2 separate regions of the Drosophila melanogaster genome follow, and region 2 is linked to region 1. Evidence: chromatin contacts called from public Hi-C data. All regions are on one chromosome and are shown on one strand. Each heading gives the region's core, a stretch centred on a gene start, on an enhancer-like site or on the middle of the called end of the contact. The rest is flanking DNA. Distances are from core to core; before and after follow the strand shown.

The links. A called contact is a pair of places that touch in the nucleus more often than the background predicts.
Region 2: a Hi-C map of the Kc167 cell line shows a contact between it and region 1, with 3 times the contacts expected there. The contact joins the promoter of Pi4KIIIalpha here to the promoter of eIF2Bepsilon in region 1. A contact is called at or near these places in 7 of 107 Hi-C or Micro-C datasets (the D17-c3 cell line, the Kc167 cell line, the S2 cell line and 3 more).

What each region holds. Positions count from the first base shown.
Region 1 is chrX:1,919,220-1,926,636 of dm6, reverse strand. It overlaps eIF2Bepsilon (eukaryotic translation initiation factor 2B subunit epsilon), which reads left to right and starts at 3,763. Exons shown (of 5, transcript NM_206606.3): 1 at 3,763-3,906; 2 at 3,970-4,094; 3 at 4,168-5,456; 4 at 5,522-5,808; 5 at 5,870-6,471. The coding sequence starts at 3,814. The coding sequence ends at 6,085. It overlaps Ocrl (Oculocerebrorenal syndrome of Lowe), which reads right to left and starts at 3,656. Exons shown (of 9, transcript NM_130606.3): 1 at 2,772-3,656; 2 at 2,352-2,538; 3 at 1,848-2,109; 4 at 1,601-1,786; 5 at 1,202-1,534; 6 at 258-1,134; 7 at 5-191. The coding sequence starts at 2,879. mip130 (Myb-interacting protein 130) reads right to left here. Exons shown (of 2, transcript NM_130602.4): 2 at 6,319-7,417. The coding sequence ends at 6,703.
Region 2 is chrX:2,622,272-2,629,402 of dm6, reverse strand. Pi4KIIIalpha (Phosphatidylinositol 4-kinase III alpha) reads right to left here and starts at 4,599. Exons shown (of 11, transcript NM_001272262.2): 1 at 4,290-4,599; 2 at 3,618-3,831; 3 at 2,478-3,539; 4 at 1,920-1,979; 5 at 1,039-1,540; 6 at 1-980. The coding sequence starts at 4,385. It overlaps brv3 (brivido-3), which reads left to right and starts at 4,828. Exons shown (of 3, transcript NM_130657.3): 1 at 4,828-5,808; 2 at 5,889-6,968; 3 at 7,062-7,131. The coding sequence starts at 4,879.

The sequences.
Region 1 (7,417 bases), core at 2,514-5,013:
TTACGGAACGGATCATCCGACCAGGTGTCCAACCAATCGCGCACCGAGTTAAATTGAGCGCCGAGGGAGAGACGCGAGTCGTAGGACGGGAAGGCGCCCACCTGCTTGGAGCCCTGCCTGTACAGATAGTCGATCAGCAGAAAGAATTCCCGGGGCATCGTCACACGGTATTCCGGTGATTCGTCATTCATCTGCAACGAAACGTGGTTCGTGATCAGTAGAAAAACTTCGTAATTACAAAAATGAAGGGAACTCACGAGTTGCTTAATCTGATCTTGGGAATACTCGCTTAATGGACGGTCGGTGCGGCACATCGTCTCCATGGAAAGGCCAAAGCAACTGGGCTGATAGTCGCCCGTAACCGTGATGAAGATGTCACGCCCGTTCTCCACGTGCAGGATGAGAATATCGAAGTTGTCGCTAGCACGGATCTTGCGAAGCAAGCCGGCAATGGTGCGCACATTGGCGTTCATTTTCAGCCGAATGCTTCGGGCGGAGTCGATCAGCAGCGAGTCTTGGCGCGGATCGACGTGCAGCCATGGCTCGCAGATGGCGTGTATATCCTTCTCTTTGAAACTGAAGTCCACAGGTAGTGGGCAGTTGTTATAGACGTTGAAGTCCCGTGTGCTCGGCTCGTTAAATCGCACAGTCCCGAAATCGATGACCGTCTTCTCGACATTGATCTGTGGCTGGTTGTCGTTCTCCCGCTTGTCCACTGCCTTCAGCACCTCCTCCTGCACCCGTTTGTACTTGACCTCATCGCGAGTCTTGACCTTGACCTGGAACACGGCGTACACGGGCTTGTGATCGCTCTGCCGAATCTCCATGATGCTGTTGTAGGCCAGCTGCTCGATGCGCGTGCCCTTCCAGAGCACTCGATCGCAGTAGGCCGGCGCCCGCTGCTTCTCGCTGCTGTCGTAGTTGTCCGTGCCCGGATCATACTTGTACGTCGGCCGGAACTTGATCTCGCCCTCGGTGTAGCCCTCAAAGCACTTTCCACGCCGCATCTCCTGACGTAGCTGGTCGTACTGCAGTAGCAGCTCGTATGTCTGGGCATCGCTCAGTGGTCCTGGTCGCTGTTGGCCGGGCGGCTCCTGGATGCGGTAATTCAAATCGCCGACCCAGAAGATGTGACTAGAAAAAGACAGAGATGGAGTGAAATAATACTGACTTATACTTATGCCTTCTTCCCCAAACTTACTCATGGTCACTGATTGTTCGGCCATCATCGAAGCGTATGCCCTCCACGATAGCGTTGTAGTCCTGATTCCGCTCCTCCACGTAGCCCATGTGGGCGGCCAGGTGGGAGTTCACAAAGCAGATGTTGCCCTCGTTGAGCTGCAGGCTAATGGCGACACCGCCCTTGTTGCCTAGCGTATTGAAGATGCCGCGGGCCACCGACTTTGGTCGGCAGCGTATGATGTGCTGCCGCAGCTGCTTGCGCACGATGACCGTCAGCATGGTGGCCACCAGGCGGTGCGACATCAGGATTTCGTACTCTACGTCAGGGTGGACGCTGTCCATCATCTTATCGCTGCGGGAGAAAGAACCAACTTAGACTCTCGGTAACGAGGCTATATAACTTATGTGGCACACTCACATCCATTGCTTCTCGATGGCCTGCACCTGGGTGGAGTTCAACATAGCCTTTGTGGGAGTATCTAGCTCCTGCAGTCCAATCGCGTAGATATCCGGCGGCTTCTCACTGCAAGCCAGCCAGGCTCGCAGTGGATTGTTGCTGTCGCTGCAGGTCTTGTTGTTCACATTCCAAGTGGCGCAGTAGATGCTGCAAGGATTGAATAAATGTGCGTGAGAACTCTTGCTTGACAGGGCATTTTCCATCTCACATTATGTCCTTGTAGACAATGTACTCGCTCTCCCGCTTCTTCAGCTCCTGCTTCACTTCTCCGATTTGCCGGTAGTCATTCAGCCACCTGAAGTTAAGCACCGTCTCGGGATCATGCTGCGCCATGGTGCTCTTGAAGGAAATCACCTTGGCCACAAACTCCTCGTAGTGGTGGCTCTCCGTGGCGTAGTAGTAGTACTTGATGGGGCCATCCTCGGCTGTGGACAGGTCAAACTGTTGCGTGGTGATCGAGCTCTTGCTGTCTGCAAAAAATTTGGAAAATGATATATGAAAAAGAGCGAGCTTTCACTAATTAGTTTGCTTTCATCTCAGCTGAAACTATTTGAGATACCAATATTATCATAAGTAAATGCAGTCGTAATCTGTTATGGCCAATAATGAGCGCAAACTTATTGGTTTTGTGACTACTTGACAAACAGTTACTGGGCAATTTGTTTGGCTAGCATAGTCAAGCTGTGTGATGAACATGCACCCTTCATCTCACCCTGTCGCAACTGGAAATTGTGGTCGATTGCGAACACCTTGTTGATGATCAGCTCGTTCGCGGAGGACAATGGAGTGCGCAAGTAGGAGAACGCGATGATGGCAAACGTGCCGCCCGACTGCGATGAAACCAGGGCCAGAAGACGGTTGGAGTACTCTGGTCCTTTGATCTGATACGCCTCGAATATCTATAAGCAAAGGATTGTTTAATAGCAGCCGTTTTAGGTTTTTTTCTGAGCGAAGACGTGAGTGTGATTTAGGCGTAAGGTTACTTGTTAGCGATAATTAATCATCATTTTAGTGTATTTAGCATGTTTCCTGCTAATATTCGTCATTATACTTTAAAAGTCAATCATGATTGACCAACACTCCTTTCTAAACCTTCGCCTGCTTTGATTCGCCAGATCTGATGATTGCTTACGTATTCTATGGTCTCGTCCTCCTTGAAGCGCTCCTTGACAATGTCCTTGGTCGTCCTGGTGGCCGCAGTCGCGGTTCCATTGGCCACTGCCTCGCTCAACGTGTCCATTTGTCTCCGGATTCTGAGTACTGATAGGGTTTTCGAGTGCGCTTCGCTTTCCCCGCCAAGTCGGATTCTCCTCCGCCGCCTGTTTGCGAAGAGATGGCTGCGCTAATCGCTGAATGAAGGGCAGTACTTGAGGGGTTTTTCTTCTGCGTCGATAAATGTGCGTGTAGATATGGATATGGGCTGTATGGACAGTTTGCTTGTTTGCGTCGTTGCTCTTTTCTATTTATAGTTGGCGCGAACGCCCAGTGACTTGTCTTCGTCTGCTGCGGGGTCGCCTGCGAATGGGAATTCTTCGGGTCTTCGCTGGACTGGGAGCTGGCTGCTTGGTTTCTGGTGGCGAGGGCGTCACTGCAACTGGCCGGGGGGTGACCCTGCTCTTGGGCAGCGCGACCGTGGCGGAAGAGCAGTTGAGTTGTGGAATCGTGTTCAGTGCTTATCGCAGCCGTTTGTTTGTTTTCTCGCTTGCTGTGTTGTTGTTGTTGTTGCCTCCATCAAGGTGGGTGTATCGCACACACACGCACACGCACACACTCGCGCCCAGGGGCACTTATTCATCGGCAATGCGATGACAATTATTGGCAATCCAGCGCGATCTTACTAGGCTCGGCCGGCTGATGGGGCGCGGGAGAGGTGGGTGTTAGTACACACAGCACAGACAGAGTGGCACGCGTGCTAATTACCGCGCTGCGATCATTATTTATTTCCAATTATTTTCCGGGCGACTCTTGTAGCCGTTTTCGCGGTGTGACCAGTGTGGCAATGCTACGAAATGCGGCGTTCGAGCGAGTCCAATCAGAATTGGTTGGCGACCCGACTAAGCGTGTGACCAGCCTGCAAGTGCCATTACATACCGCATACCGCGTGCCGCAATCGCTCCAGTGGCCAGCAAACGAGTTGAATTTTTGGGGAAACTACTGGGTTGCAACGCGAGAAGATGGCCCAATTCGAGAAGGAGATCGTTCAGGCGGTGCTGATCGCCGACAACAATGTGTGGAACTTCAAGCCCCTCTCCGACGAGGGCTCTACGGTGAGTGAGCGCCACTGGAATAGGTGAATATCCATTGACTGTCGACCGTTGGATTCTTTGCAGGCCCTGCTGCCGCTGGTCAACGTGCGGATGCTTGACTACGCTCTCATGGCGCTGAACCGCAGCGGCGTGGAGGAGGTGTTCGTGTACACCAGCCTCTATCGCTCGAGCATCCGGGAGCACATCAGGTGGGTTCAGTTGCGGCAGCTGGCAGGATGATGCAATTATGGGTGCTAAACGCTCGATTCGCGTTTTTTGCAGGGCCGGCATTGCCACGGACGCAGCCTGGTCATTCAAGATGACCGTCCATGTGATTGGCGGCGAGGGTTGTCGCTGCTTCGGCGATGCCATGCGTGATTTGGACAATAAGGCGCTGATCCGTGGCCACTTCATTCTGCTCGGCGCCGATACGGTGACCAATGCCGATCTGCGCCCAGTGCTGGAGCAGCACAAGCGGCAGGCCAAGTTCGACAAGGGCACGGCCGCCACGCTGGTGTTCAAGGAGTGTGCCAACAATGTGCGCACTGGCAACGAGGTGCTGATCGCCGTGGACCGTCGCAACGACCGGCTGCACTACCACCAGCGGCTGCGGATGCACCACAAGGAGAATCGCTACCAACTACCACTAGATGTCTTTCTGGGCAACTCGTGTGTGGCGCTGCACCACAACCTCCTAGATCCGCAGATTGCCATTGGCTCGCCCTCAATGCTGTCCCTGTTCAACGACAACTTTGACTTTCAGACGCGTGATGACTTCGTCAGGGGTTTGTTGATAAACGAGGAACTGCTGGACAGCAGGATATATGTGGCACTGCTCCCGGCAGCCCAGTACGCGCACAAGGTGAACAACTGGCCGGCCTACCAGCTGGTTAGTCGGGACATTATCAACCGGTGGGCCTACCCCTTCGTTCCGGACATAGGCCTTTACAAGCTGCAGCAGGAGTACGTCTTCCACAAGGACAACATCTACAAGAGCCCCGAGGCGCATGTCTCGAAAGTGGCTTTGCTCCAGAACGTGGTCATCGAAGCGGGCAGTCACGTAGACAGTGGCTCAGTGATTAGTGACAGCGTGATTGGCGCCAATTGCCGGATCGGCAAGAACTGTCGACTGACCAATGCGTTCCTCATGGCCGACGTCACCGTAATGGACAACTGCAGACTGGAGCACTGCGTGGTGGGCGAAGGAGCCATCATCAACGAGGATTGCGACGTGAGCGCGGGCTGTGTGCTCGGTGCTAAAAGCGTGCTGCCTGCCAAGAAAACGCTGGCGAAGACCCTTATCACCAGAACGCCCAGCAGACGGCGTAGCGATGATGAGGTGGTAGTGGAGCTGAAGTCCATCGGTCCGCATGCCTATATTGTCAGCGATTTGACGACGGGTGATCCCGAGGACTCGGAGTGCGAGGACTTGTTGCCACAGCAGCCGCTCAGTATACCCAAAATGGGAGACTTGCTGGCGCCGCTGGACGAGATCAGTTACTGCAGCGATTTTAGCGAGGACGACGAGGATGCCTCGCGAGCGGTAACGCCACTGCCCGATGACACAAACAGTGAGTGTTGTCCACAAGTGCAGTTGAAAGTCATTCTAATCATGTTTACCAATTGCCAATTCTAGTTTTCCTGGGCGAAGTCATCGATTCCTTGACACGGGGCTTCCGGGAGAAGTCCAACCCTGACTTCCTTGTCCTAGAAATCAACTCCTCGCGCTATGCGTACAACATGTCCCTCAAAGAAGTCAACTTCAACGTGGTGAAGGCCGTTTTTGGCATGCAGAGCATCGTGGAACCGGCCAACGACAACGTACTAGTGGCCATAAACGCAGCCTTTAAACAACTGGGCCCTGTGGTATCCAACTACATTAAGAGCGAGGATTCCATGATGGATTGTCTCAAGGCGCTGGAGGTGAAGTCCCCATAATTTTCACACAAACCCACACCCACTTTACCAATCCCTTTTCCCGCAGGATGTGTACGAGGAGAATCATCTAGTGCGGGGGAAGATCTCGCAGATCGTGCACTATCTGTACGACAAGGACTTTGTGTCCGAGAGTGCCATTCAGGCGTGGTACGCGCAGTTGGACGAGGAGGAGCATGCACACCTGCGCCAAAGCCTCGCCAAGCTCGTGGCTTGGTTGGATCAATCCAGCGAAGAAGATGATGACGAGGAGGACGATGACTAAGCAAAGTCGTAGCCCTTATTCTTTATTCCCATTTGTTTAAGTCATTTCCTTGCTCATTCTAAGGAAATGGAAAATTAATGTAAGGTCGCTCGAAAATTCACATCGACATATTTTGGCCAAATTTCGACTTTGCGTCCGAAATCTGCTAGTTTTTTGGCCACAACGTCGGAAATAATTGGCGAAAGATGAAGTGTGATGCATCGTTGAGCTTGTAATTAAAATCCAAATCGACTGACATTCAAGCCTGAACATTTTTATTTTTTCACATTTCTCGCAAAAAATGTTCCACTTAGAAAAATTCAAAATTTGTAAAAAAAAATATTTTCTTGTTTATTGAAGACTTGCTATAAATTTGTTATTAAACTTTCTTACAAAGTCAATGCAATATTTAAAAAAGTGTAATAGTACCAATGCTTTTTGAATTTTTAAAAACCCTTTCCTGGTATTTAAAAAAAAAAACGATAGTCAGTCAGAAAGCTATGCGGATTATTTTGTTAAATTTCCTATTGCAGCGTATTATTGAAAACTTTTCACGAAAACTTTTACCTAAGCTAAAGTCCAGGAGGCCGGCGTAGAAAAGAGACTAAAGATGCGGGTATTGGACATCGATTAGTCCTCTACAGATCCTTATCGTACACAAACTCCTCTTCCTCCTCTTCTTCCATGATCAGGCCGACCATGTCGTCCTCCTCGGTCTCGGCGGCCGATTGAAACTCCTCATCGGATTCCTTCATCGACTCAATGGTGATCTGCGTGTCCTCGGTCACAGCCGGATTGAGTGACTGCTCCTCCGGGTCCAGGTGCTGCTCCTCCAGTTCCAGGTGGTGCTCCTCCAGGTCCAGGTGCTGCTCCTCCGGGTCCAGGTGCTGCTCCTCCAGGTCCAGGTGATGCTCCTCCGGGTCCAGGTGCTGCTCCTCCAGATCGAGGTGCTGCTCCTCGGTGTCCTGATCCTCGTCTTGTCGCTGCTGGCTCGCATACCCTGCGTTTTCCGACCCGCCAGATTCCAGTTTCTCTTCCTTCTCTGTGTCTGTGTCCATGGGATGGCTACTGTGGTCCATCTTGTCAACTTCGCTGTTCTCCTTCCCTTCAACCTGCTTTGGACTGCCTTTCGCTTTTGTCTTGGAGGTATCTGCGGCGGGCTCCTCATCTGCCCCATGCTTGTGATCCTGCACATGGTCCTCATCGGTCTCGTCCTCGGATTTCAGCGATTTAATATCGTCGTCGCCATCCGCCACGCGACTCAAGCTCTTCTCCTCCAAGCGTCTGCTGATGTCCATGGCTATGTACTCCAGCCGCCCCTGGACACTCATCTGGAACACCTCGCGGTTTTCG
Region 2 (7,131 bases), core at 3,350-5,849, 700 kb before region 1:
CGCACTGCCAGATCCCCGTCTTGTCCCTCTGCAGCGCCGTGTCGCAAAGGTAGCTCATGATCGGCTCCAGACTCGGCTCATCCGCATTCTCCACGCGCAGCATCTCCAGCCAGTAAACGCTTAACAGGTACGTGCACTGCGCAAACGAGAGCTTATTGATCGCCGTCGCCACGTTGTCCGAGGAGTGCTCGAGAAGCACCAGAATCTGGCTACGCAGCTCGTTCACCGAATCGCTCTTAATGGCCAGCGTATAGTTGAGCTCCCGCATATCCGATTTGTGGGCTGTCTGCGAGATGAGTAGCGGCGATTTGGCCGCTATCTGCTGCACACCCTGGTACCAGTCCGCTGGCCAAAGGCGGGCGTTGGTGAAGCCCATTACGACACAGTAGGCCCAGAAGTCCTTGAATAGCTTGTGCAGTCGCTGGCGGGGATTCTTGATCGGCGGCAGGCGGCGCACCAGTACCGCAATCACCGGTATCAGCATGCCCAGATTGCCAGCACGCGAGCTGGCCTTCTGGGCGCCCGGTGTATTGTCGTAGCTGCGCTCGCCATCCAAACCGATCTGGACGAACAGTTCCAGCAGCTTGCCCAGCAGCTCCAGCATCTCGGCATCCCCTTGAATGTTGGCCGCAATATTGCCCAATGCATTGACCACCGCATCCGAGACGTGATGGAATTGCTTCCTGTGCTCCGGATCCGAGGTGTACGCCAACGATGCCGATTGCACGGTGACGCGCGAGAACATCTTCATGATCTCATCGAAGACATGCGTTTCACACTGCGAGATTATCATGCAGCCAAGCTGATCCACAATCAGAGCGTTCTGCTCCGATGGCACCTTGCAGAAGCGCTGGATAAAGAACTGCAGGATATTCTGTGTCGTCTTCGAGGTATCCTTGAGCGCCACGGCCACATGGCCCAGCATCACGATGATGTTCAAGCTGACCAGGTTGGATTTGTGGCACTCGCCTTGCGATTCACTGAAAACATAATCGGATGAGTCAACTATATATATATATATATATATATTGCACCCACCTGCCAGACTTTTCGGCTGTGAAGAGTCGATTGGAGACGTTGGCCACCAGAGCTGGCACACAGAACTGATCGAGGGTGTGGGCAGCGCGCAGGGCGATCGATAGATTCTCAATGGCCGCATCGCGCAGTGACTCGAATGCGGCATGACCACTGCGACCGGTTCCGCTGCCGGGCGGCTTTTGATTATCCCCGTAGATGACGACCGCCGTCCGCGAGTCCGAGTGCTGGACCGCGATCTTGAAGGGCGTTAGTTCCTTCTCCTTCTTCTGCTGGGCCAGCGATTGCATGGCATGGTCGTGAAGCTTGCCCAGAATGGGACTGGGCGCCACAAGGAAGTCGCGCAGATACGAGATCGAGGTGCCGGCAATGTTGGGAAATTTGTGGGCCAGCTTGCCCAGTCCCTCCAGGCAAACCATCAGCAGCGGCATGTGATCCATCACGATCTTGTGACTGAGCTCCAGGTTCAGTTTCTGCGACAGTCGACCGCACAGCTTGTCCGCCTCTGTATTGGGTTTTTTGGGATCAGTGGCAAATTTTGATTAGTAAACGGTAATGGCGGCATTTGGCAGTTTGCAAACAAGGGAACAAGGGAACGAGGAACAAAAAGAGGATCAGGAGGATGTGGATCTGTTGCAGCATGCAGCGAACGTTGGCCAGGCAATTAACAATTAAGCCACAAAACCGACGTACAAAGTAGTTTCAGTTAAGAGGGGGGGAATCCACGCAAACTATGGCCAATTAAACGAAGTTTACCGAAACGAAAGTGTTCCCAATTGAAGGATTAGTACGAAAGCTCTTTCGGATTCGGATGGCTCCCCCCTTAACGATCAGTTTTGTGGGTGAAAAGAATCGAAACTATTGGGGATTACACTGCTCTTGACCTTTCTTCAATAAAAATTGCAAGCCATTCTGCAGGGATGGCACATTATAGTCGACGTCAACTGAACCATATTCCGTTTTCCGGCCACCAAAAAACAAAATCAATACAAACAAACTATAAGAAACTAAAAGAGATTAAACGAAATAACTAAAACTTACTGAAGAAAGAGAGAGGAGGGGCTGAATCTGAATCTGATGTATAATCTGATGATATCGAAACACCCAAAAGAAATCATAATTCACTCAATAAATACGATAAAATGGATAATGGAAACGAATTTCGTGGTAAATGTATTCGACCAGAAGGAAGTAGCTCTTTTGAAAAACATAGTTATTCCAGTGAATGCATGGATAAGAACCATGAACCATGGATTGTGAGCTAATTTGAAAATATAGTATAATCATGGAACTTTCTCCATCTAACTGACATTCAAGCTACTTCCCTCTCTCTCTCTTTCGATCTGTTTTGCAATAAAGTTGCTGCTTGGATTTTGCCATTTGCATTTGCATTTGCGCTGGAATTCAAGATCGTTTGCTCCGCGGCGTGGATGTGCGCTTACCCGTTTCGTCGCGAATGGCCCAAACCAGGAGATCGACACACGCCGCATTGGCCATCACATTGACCTTGTACTTGTTGACCACCGCGATGCCGTTCTCCTCGCGCCGCTCGCGTTCCTGATCCTGCTGTTTATTCTGCAGCTCCGTTTGGCCGTTGAGAAAGAGCCGCTTGACGAACTCCTGCACATCCTTGGTGAACGGCGTGGGCAGGTCAACCTGATGCTGCAGCAGTTCCCTGAGCAGGGTCACCAGGACCAGGTTCAACGTTTCCGAGAAGCTCTTGTAGCAATAGCCCTTGATTTGGTGCAGCGAAAATATATCGCTTGCCTGCTCGTCGAGATGTTCGAGGGTGTCTTTGGTGAGCAGCTTCTTGGACACCGCGAATATGGTCTGTAGATGCTGGATGGGAAACGGAGGCACACGATACAGTGGTCGTGGGCCGCCTTTCGTGGGCGATTCGCAGACGCGCATGTTCGGGAATTGGTTGAAACTGGAGCCGTAGCGCGTGAAGAAGTGCGTCCGCGGATCGTACGGCACCGAAAAGTAGCTGTGCAACGATGGCTTGCTGGGCTTGCCGCCCGCGCACCGCTGCCTTCCATCGTCGTAGCTTGCGTTCTGGGCCTGCGCCAGACTGCCGGACATGGAGCGCGGTATGATGGGTCGGAAGTGATGCGTGGCCGCCAGGCGTTCGCTGCTGCTGAAGGAGCCGCCGCAGGTGCCGCTGGCACTGCTGCTCGAGCCGGTGCCGTCGCGGCCGCCGCCCTTCTGGATGGGCAGCAGCTCGGGCGGAAAAATGCGGCACAGCAGCGGTGGATCGTTGCTGGCATAGCGACCCATCGATCGCGCCAAGCCGAAGAGCAGCGGCACCGTGGCCTTGCACAGGATGATGGGCGGCGGTGCGGAGCTGCTGTCCCTGCTCGACTTGACTATGTTGGCCAGCGCGCTCAGCGTTTCCACCTGATTCAGGATGATCTCCTCGCGCGAATCCGGACACTTGGCCGCTATGTCGGACAGCAGGGTGTTCAAGCAGAAGCTGAACTTTTCCGCCGACGGAATGCGAACGCCTGCCAAATGGAAGTGGGGAAGCCAGGATAAACCAACTGTGCGACAGGCCACACGAGTGGCAAGCAGCTAGTACTTACGTTCCACTTTGTTGCTCCGGGCATCGTCAATCCAGACCGCCTTCGGCAGACACTTGGCCAGACGCAGCAGATAGGGCACAATCTGGCCCTCGTGCTGGCAGCCGCCCTCCAGAAAATAAATGCCCAGCGCAATTACGGCATCCTGGGCCCGCGTGTCCAGGCAAAACACTCCGGCAGCATTCTCCTGCGGACAATACCGGAACAGGGTCTGCACCTGTGGGCGTGTAGCATGAGGAAGCCATAGATTAGTGGGGTGTGTGTCTCAGTGTCTTGTGCTTAGTGCTATTCCTATTCCTATTCCTTGACCTATACAACTCTACTCATGATATACGCCTAACTAATAGCTTCTACTGCTGGTGACCTCAGCGGATGTGAAGACAACTATATCCTACAGCACCTCTGTTGTGCCTGAATCATCAGCAGCTTTCGTGTGAGCGCTTCAGTGAGCAACAGCTGAAGATTCGCTGCACTGTTGACATTCCAATGGCACTTTTGCAAACTGAGTTGGTTTGGTGTGGGGCTCCTGCCCCACCGCCTCACTGCCTTACCGCCGCCCCCTGAGCGCCCACGCATGTCTGTTTTATGGCCGCCGCTCAAGGTCAGTGCGAAAAGTCGATTGCCAGGGGGGCTGGCGCTGTGGCTGGTGGAGTGGGTGGCCAGGTGGACATGTACCTTATCCCAGGGAGTGGGCTGGATGCCCGCCAGAACGCGGGCCAGGCAGAGAACGGTCCGCTGGTACGTGTATTTATCCGAGGCGGTCATCGTCATGGCTGCTCTAACTGGCGGCCACCTGCTCCTCCTCCGTTCGTTCGTTTCGATGCGGTTCGCTGCGGTGCGGTGCGGTTGATTCAGTGGGTCGTTTTGGGCAATCGCGCTAGGCGTTCGTCATTTTCGTGGCTCGTTCGCAAGAAATTAAATAAAACTAATTTTTTTTTATTTTACTTTCGCCAGTGTGACCAGCGCGCATTGGCTAGCAAATGTGGCGCTGGCTGCGAAGTGCGCGAGAATGAGCCGCCTAACCGAATGTCGTGTCTCGAAAAATTCGAATTAACCCTTATGCAGACCAAAATACGTTACACATTTGAAAAATGTTACATTCCAAAAGTTATTCTAATTTTGTTTCGCGTCTAGCTGGCCTTTTAGCTCACGCCACTCGTAGTTCTGAACTCGAATTGCTGGGAGAGCATTTGAAAGGCAGTGAATCGGCTAAAAAGCGGAAAATATCGAAAATATCTAAAATACGCGAAAAAAACAGCTCGAAATGAAAGTGAAAAAAACGCATTGGGCCATGTTCGCGATCACGGTGGGCATTATAATAGGCTGCATGATATGCATCGCTGTGTTCGCCGGTTTCCAGCACGAGGACGTCAAGTTCAAGACGATGCTGGTGAGCATTGTGATAGTGCTGATCTTCCAGTTCCTCATCGGTGACCCGATCAAGTTCGTTATCCTGTCCATCGACCGGGCCCTGTGGCCACCGCGGATCTATATACCGCCGCGATGTGACAAGGATGAGATGGATGAGAAGGAGGAACGCAGGGACTTCCTCAAGCAGCGCCTGATTAACAAGCGCGCCAACCTGATGCTGACCTCGCGCTACAGGAACTATAAGCTCAACGATCAGTACAAGATGATCGCCCACGATCTCTTCATCTACGGCCCGTACTTTCTCTGCCTGATGTGCCTGGTGCTGGTGACGAGGGATCAAACCCTCTACCACAACACTCGCATCATCACGGATCTGTTTATGTACAACCACACGGACTACACGGGCCTGCAGGAGGTGTACTTCCTCAACCAGCTGTTCGACTTCATCGAGTCCACTCTGGTGCTCGCCTTCAACTCGAATTCCACCGAAAGCGGTTCACCCGGCTGGGCACACGCCGAGCAATCGGTGCTACTGGGCGTGATGCGACTGCGCCAGCTGCGCGTGTCCAATCCGCAAGTCGGCCTCGGTCCACCGAAGTTCTCCGATACATACTACATGCCCGACTGGCAGCTGCCGTACCGCAAACTCCACTACTCCGACAAGTACTGGCGCATCTACGAGCCGTGGATACCCATCAAGATGGGCTTTGAGTTCCTCGACGCCCTGCTCATGAACTTCGACCATGTGGGCTCGCTCAATAGCTATCCAGAGTTGGCGGGCTACGTCAGCCTGTTGGCCAGGAGCGCGGCTAATAGCATGAAGGTGGGTGATGGGCGTGCATAATAACTAATAAAATCTCTTTAATACTCCACATACTCCGCATACCTTGCACTTCCATCCAGGTGATTGACTACCTCTCGGAGAACCACTGGCTAACGCTGAACACGTCGGCGGTGTTCATCGACTTTACGCTGTACAACGTGGACGTGAATCTGTTTAGCATTTGTACGCTGCGCGTGGAGAAGACACCATTCGGCGGCATAGTGCCCGACGTGCAGGTGGACAGCGCCAAGCTGCTGGAGAACGTCGATCAGATGCCATACACGGGACTGTTGGCACTGCTCATCTACGTGCTGGTCTTCATACAGTTCGCCCAGACGCTGGCGGTCAAGTTGTGGTACGAGCCGCATCTGCTGAAGAGCGTTTGGAACAAGCTGGATCTGTTCATCTTTATGGTCAACGTGCTGGTGGTGGTGCTGGTGGTGCTGCGCGAGTCCCTGGTGGCCAGCATGATGAAGAAGGTGGAGGGTGCCAGCAAGATGGAGTTCATCGACTTTCGGCGGCCGTCGCGCATGCACCAATTGACCACGATCACGATCGGCTTTCTGATTTGCATAACCACGCTGCGACTGTGGCGAGTGCTGCAGTTCGCCAGCGTCTTCAAGCTGTTCACCAGGACACTGTACTTGGCCTGGTCGGCGGTGGCCAGCACTGCGATCGCCATTGTCATATTCCTTATCGGCTTCTGCTTCGCCGTGGTCACCATAAATGGCAACTACAGCAGCAACTTTAACAAGTTAGTCAAGAGCATGGTGATGTGCATGTGCTACTCCTTCGGCTTTAGTGCCCAGGTGAAGCCATCGGAGCTCTTTCACGGCGGCAAGTGGCTGGGCATTCTCTGCTACGGCGTCTTGGCCTTCGTCATCATTGTGCTGCTGATCAATGTCTTTGTGTCCCTGATCAACGACTACTTTACCGTGGCGAAGACGATCAGGGACTCGGAACGGGAGAATCGGATCACTTTCTTCGAATTTCTGGTCGTCGAGTTCTCGGGCGTCTTAGGACGCTTCCGCAAGCTGCCCTGCTGGCGGAGGAACTACGTCCGCAATGGGCGTACGGTGGCGGAAAACGTGAGCCGGAAACTGGACTCCATGGACAGGCAGCGTTTGATGCGGCGAAGGTTGCGGCAGGGCCGCCATCACGTGAGTAGACCAGTATCGGCCGAGGATGCCCTGCTGGAGTACAAGGATCGCGGCGACAAGATGGTCAACGTGCACTATATTCTCAACATCCAGCTCACCTTGATCCGAATGTTTCTCTTCGACGAATATGTTGAATGGCCGCAGGAGCAGCAGAAACAGCCGG